Linked DNA regions of Sus scrofa: region 1 is linked to region 2. A link is a contact called in public Hi-C data. All regions are on one chromosome and are shown on one strand. Each heading gives the region's core, a stretch centred on a gene start, on an enhancer-like site or on the middle of the called end of the contact. The rest is flanking DNA. Distances are from core to core; before and after follow the strand shown. Region 1 holds the start of PSME4 (proteasome activator complex subunit 4). Region 2 holds the start of LOC110260125.

Evidence for each region. Hi-C and Micro-C count contacts between places; a contact is called where the count stands out from the background.
Region 1: a contact with region 2 is called in a Hi-C map of liver, with 3 times the contacts expected there. The contact joins the promoter of PSME4 here to the promoter of LOC110260125 in region 2. A contact is called at or near these places in 1 of 5 promoter capture datasets (fetal skeletal muscle) and 2 of 47 Hi-C or Micro-C datasets (embryonic fibroblasts and liver).

What each region holds. Positions count from the first base shown.
Region 1 is chr3:87,230,195-87,232,894 of Sscrofa11.1, reverse strand. It overlaps PSME4 (proteasome activator complex subunit 4), which reads right to left and starts at 1,385. Exons shown (of 47, transcript XM_003125150.6): 1 at 888-1,385. The coding sequence starts at 1,129. ACYP2 (acylphosphatase-2) reads left to right here and starts at 1,519. Exons shown (of 5, transcript XM_021088229.1): 1 at 1,519-1,710.
Region 2 is chr3:86,582,181-86,584,880 of Sscrofa11.1, reverse strand. It overlaps LOC110260125, which reads left to right and starts at 1,349. Exons shown (of 5, transcript XM_021088405.1): 1 at 1,349-1,447. The coding sequence starts at 1,349.

The DNA of each region.
Region 1 (2,700 bases), core at 136-2,635, 650 kb before region 2:
TAAATTTCAGTGGCAATATAGTTTGCAGCCAGTTTATGCAACAACAAAAAGTATCAAAAGAAGAACAGAACTGAAACGGATTTAGGTAATCTATAAGCAACTCAAAAATTAACATAAGCCCGATACCAATAACGCCCGGGACAGCCTGACAGCTCTCTTCTCTATTTTCCTTAGTACCGCTCATTTCCAAAGGAAATGTCACAACAGGAGCAACATACTCTTTCCCGAGGTTCTAAGACTCAACATTCTCAACATTAACGTATAGTACACAGCTCAAGAATGCGCTGACGGCTGATTTAAACCAATCCTTTCAATGAAATCCACGAAGGCTGAGAAGGCCCAATAAAGCAGAACCGTAAGTTCCCTACGGCCTTTTTCTCATTCAGAAAGTTAGTAGACACGAAATAAAGGACAGGAAGAGGCAGGGACCATGGGGGAAGAAAGAATCGAAGGCAACACCAGAAAAAGTCGAATTGCTCACCCAAAGACCAATCTTCTCCACTCGCCCCGAAGTGGGCAAAGGTCCAAGAAGGACCCTTGGGGGACCGCTCACCTCTTTCCCCTGGGAGCCCAAAGCCCTCTCGCTCCCTGAGGCCCCGAATGTTGGAAGACAACAACACGAAATCTTGGGGAAAAGCAGCTGCGGAGGACGTAATGGGCTGGTGAGGACCAGGGAGATCCCACAGGAAAGTGTTAGGGAACCTTGAGTGCTACCCAGGCTTCGGTCGCGGCCCTGGGACTACAGCACAGAGACGATCCGCCCTAACCGGACAGAGATGAGAGTGCAGGGGTCCGGTGCCCACAAAGAGCCGTCCCCCCGCCTCCCGCGGACGCCCTCAAACCAAGCCTTCGCCTCTAGTCCGTTCCGCAGGCCCTGGAACACTTACGTGGAGAGTTTCCTAGTCCAGAAGAGGCCCCCGGGCCACAGCTCTTGGAGCTGCACCGCCCGGCCCAGGTTGCTTTTGATCTGGGCCAGCTGCAAGTCGGATTCGGCGTCCAGCTGCTCGGCGTAGGGCAGCAGCTTGTTGTAGACGATCTCCTTTTGCGGGACGAAGCCCCGCGGGTTCGGACTTGGACGCCCGCCCGGTTCCGAGGGATCCCCGCCGCCTGCCCGTTCGGCCGGCTCCATGAGCCCAGGGACAACCCCCCAACCCCCTCCCACCCTAACCCTCCCCGGCCCCCACCCCTCTCCGGGCTCCGCCTCCTCCGCGTCGTCGTCGCCCTGCGGCCGCCGGCGGCCCGTAACCCTCTGCCCTATTGCTGGGCCCCCTCCCCTGGCCGGCGCGCTGCTGACCCCCGCGCGGTGCCCGGTTCGTTGGCGGCGGCAGCGGCCGCTCAGCCCGCTCCGCACCGGCTCGGCTGGTGACGCTGCAGCCGCCGGGCCCGGAGGTTCCGGACCGGCCTCAAGTCACTTCCGGGGCGGGGCGGGGTGGGGAGGGGCGACGGCGTCGGAGGAGGAGGCGGCCGCAGAGGCAGCCCAGCGGGCAGCGCCTTCCTCCCTGTGGGCCGGGCTCCGAGCCCCCACCCCTGGGCCTCAGCGGCCCAGCGCGAGGCTGTCCCGCCGGAAATCGAGTCCGAATTCCAAGTTATTGTCCTTCCTCGCCTAGGGTCTCGCACTGCTTGCGGCTGCCCTCAGGAACCGCTAGTCGCCGTGGCCTCCGATGAGACAGTCGACGTAGTGCCCCATGCCGAGTTTATGGAAAAACCTAGGTACTCTATCCGTCCCACTTGCTGCTTATCGATTTTTTAGTGACCCCTTTAAGCCCTTGTCTTTCTGGCATTCTTTTGGCCGCCCTCATTCCAAAGAAAAGAGTTCAACATTCAGCAAATATTAATTGAACTACTACTGTGTGTCAGACACTTATTTTAGGCCCTAGAGTTGGAAAGTTTTAGAGCACCTGGTTTCTGCGCTCCAGGGGCTTTACATCGCGTGGATCTCTTGATTAGAGAATATGCAATTACAAGACAATACTGCTAGATAAGTACAGAATGTCTTGGGAACACCTAAAGATGACTTCACACTGTATTTCTGGGAAACTTAAGATGGTTTCCTAGAAATTACATGTAGCGTTGAGCTTAAGGGTTAAGTGCCGAACCGATTAGAAAAAGAAGAGAGAGGAACATACATATATTTCAGCTGAGGGAGCAGCATAGGCTGCAAGCCTGCATTCCAGGAATTCAAAGTTCAGAATGACTGCAGGCGGTTAGTAGAGAGGGGAGTAAATTACTGAGACTGAGAAGGACATGCTAGGGAGTTTTTAGAGCTTTATCCTTTTTTAAAAATTTTTATTTATTTATTTATTTTTTTGGTCTTATTTAGAGCAGCTGCGGTGCCATATGGAAGTTCCCAGGCTAGGGGTGGAATCTAAGCTGCAGCTGCCAGCCTATGCTACAGCCACAGCAATGCAGGATCTGAGCCAAGTCTGCAACCTACACCACAGCTCACGGCAATGCCAGATCCCCGACCCCAACCAGGGATAGAACCTGCGTCCTCATGGGTACTAGTCAGATTTGTTTCTGCTAGGCCATGACAGGAACTCCTAGAGCTTTATCTTAAAGGCAACAAGAAGCTGAAAATTGATAAGCATAGAAGAGGCATTATATAATTTATGTTTTTGAAGAATCACTCTGGGTTTGTGTGGAGAATGGATTAGAACAGATAAAATTGGAAGCTGGTGGACCCTTTAAGGAGATGTGACT
Region 2 (2,700 bases), core at 100-2,599:
GTAGTCCAGAAGTAGCCATTGACGATACATGAGCCATTGGCTATGGTTGTGTTCCAGTAAAACTTCATGCATGGTCACAAATTTGAATTTCCTATCATTTTCACGTGCCACGGTATTTCTTTTGGGGAGTTCCCTTTATGGCTCAGCACAGACTTGACTAGTATCCATGAGGAAGTGGGTTCTATCCCTGGCCTTGCTCATTGGGTTAATAGGGATCTGCCGTTGCTGTGAGCTGTGGTGTAGGTTGCAGATGTGGCTTGGATCTCATGTTGCTGTGGCTTTGGTGCAGGCTGGTGGCTGCGGCTCCAATGCGACTCCTAGCCTGGAAACTTCCATATGCCTCGGGTGTGGCCCTAAAAAAACAAAATTATAACATATATATGAATCTTTTTGACTTTTTTTTAAGAAAACATTTAAGGAGTCCCTTTGTGACACAGCAGAAATGAATCCGACTAGTAACCATGAGGTTGAGGGTTTGATCCCTGGTCTTGCTCGGTGGGTTAAGGATCCAGTGTGGCCATGAGCTATGGTATAGGTTGCAGACACGGCTCGGAATCCATGTTGCTGTGACTGTGGTGCAGGCCAGCAGCTGTAGCTCCTATTTGACCCCTAGCCTGGGAACCTACATAGGCCGAGGGTGCAGCCCTAAAAAGCAAAAAAAATAAATAATAAATAAAAATAAAAAACATTTAAGGTGTAAAATATTTTACAGAGATCATACAAAAACAGATGACAGGCAAGGTGTGGCCTGTGGGTCACTTCGCTGCCAGCAGGGGTCAAGGGTTAGATATCCATGTTATGCTTGTCTATTTTATCTGGTTCTATGGACTCTATACCACTTGCATGTTTTCTTACATAAAGCAGCAATGGGTGCCAGTGTTACAGGTTTTCAGTAATTTCTTCCACAGAGGCCATGCCTCGTGTGACATCAGTCCTGGGCTCCGCCACTTTCTGGCATCAGAGCCTTCTGCTTCCCCAGGGCGAATTGAGACCTCGCCGTCTCCTCCTCTCTTCTCACCTGTACCCAAGACCATTTATCTCACCATGACATGCTCTTGCCCTTGCCTTACTCTGTATTGGAATCAAGTTGTTCAGTTCTCAACAGGTGAACCTCAGACCAAAATGTTTAGTCAGAAAAAGCATCTTGGAAAATAACCATGATTACAGCCTACCTGACAAAGCCCGGCAGATGGCAGGCAGGCTACACTCCAAAGGAAATCAACCAGCAGTCCCAGAATCCCACAAAAAGTAAATATGGATGGAACATTTTGCACATAATTCCAGAGGTTTTGCAGACCCCACCGCCTGGGTGTGGTGGTATGTGCTCCCTTCACTGCCCCTGCGGAGGATGCCTGAGGCCAGAAAGTGGAAGACGATGGGCAGCGAGAGGTGGAACAGCCATAGAAGCCTGGCTTCTGGGGGTTGTCAGATGCCGACATCGGCAGATGTGATTAGTAAATCCCAACAACGTCATGTCCATGGGCTGAAGTTATAGGCTGTGTAGGATCGTGATCTTCAATCTTGTCAGGCTAAATAGTGGCTTTTTAAAAACCATACACTTTTAAATTTTAAGAATTGTGTATGTTTTTGCTTCTATAATGCACTATGTTACTTGAATTTTTGATACAGGAGGGGTGATAAAACTGGTTTGTGGGTATTTCTGAGATGTGAGAAGCAGTAAATTAAGACTAGGAAGTGGACATTCTTGTTTAATTAAAGGCCGCTTTTGTTACATTGGAATACCTCTGAAGTTGGAATGCATCTTCAGTTCACCAGCCTCGGTGTTGTGTTTTCTTGGAGGTACCTAGAATGATGAAGCTTCATATGGCCACAGATCTTCGGTGTCCCAAACTGAGCAGTGTTATCTTCTCACCAAGTTTTTGGCACTTTTAGGGTTGGTTGTGTATAGGATGGGGCTATGATATTTGCTTCAGGTTACATTCGTTTCATTATCCATTGGAATACTTAAATATTTCATCTAGTGGTAGGATTCGTGTAGGAGAACTAGGATAAATACTTGAGTCTCTACCATGATTTGAGCTGGCCTTTCTAACCATGATCCATAACCCAGAAAGCCATCAAAGAAAAAAAGTAAAACTCCTGTCCACCAAATCTCAAGACTTTTCTCACCATTGAAAGTCATGGTGAAATTTTCACTTTCCATTTTTCAACACCAACCCTCAATAAATTACCCTTTTTGAAACCTTAAAATGTCTCATCTTTGGCTGGTGGAAGACCCTTCAAACTGGCTTCTGAGGCCTTTTAATACAACCTAGAAATCTTTGACACCTTCCTCATCTGGCATGACAGTGTCCCAGGCTCATCCAGGACATTTCTTGCAGACCTGCAATCAGAGATTTCTCTAAGAATCCCTGGTTTCTTTGCATGGAAAATATTATTTCACAACTATAATTTGTGTGCTAGCAAAGCCTGTTGCTACTAGTTTGTCCTTGTTTCCTGGGTTTATCGGTGGATTAAGCTAAGAGAAAATAACCTGAATTCAGGACTGTGGGGTTTTTTTCTTAAGATTTCCTATATTGTGTCCTAATCATTTTCGCTCAGAATCAGAATCAGGATCAGGGCTCTCAAGGATACAGGAGGCATAGAATTAGAATATCCTATAAATTACTCATGTGCTTTATCCCAAAATACATGCATAAACGCAGAATAGCAATAATACCACCACCAATCTAATTACTG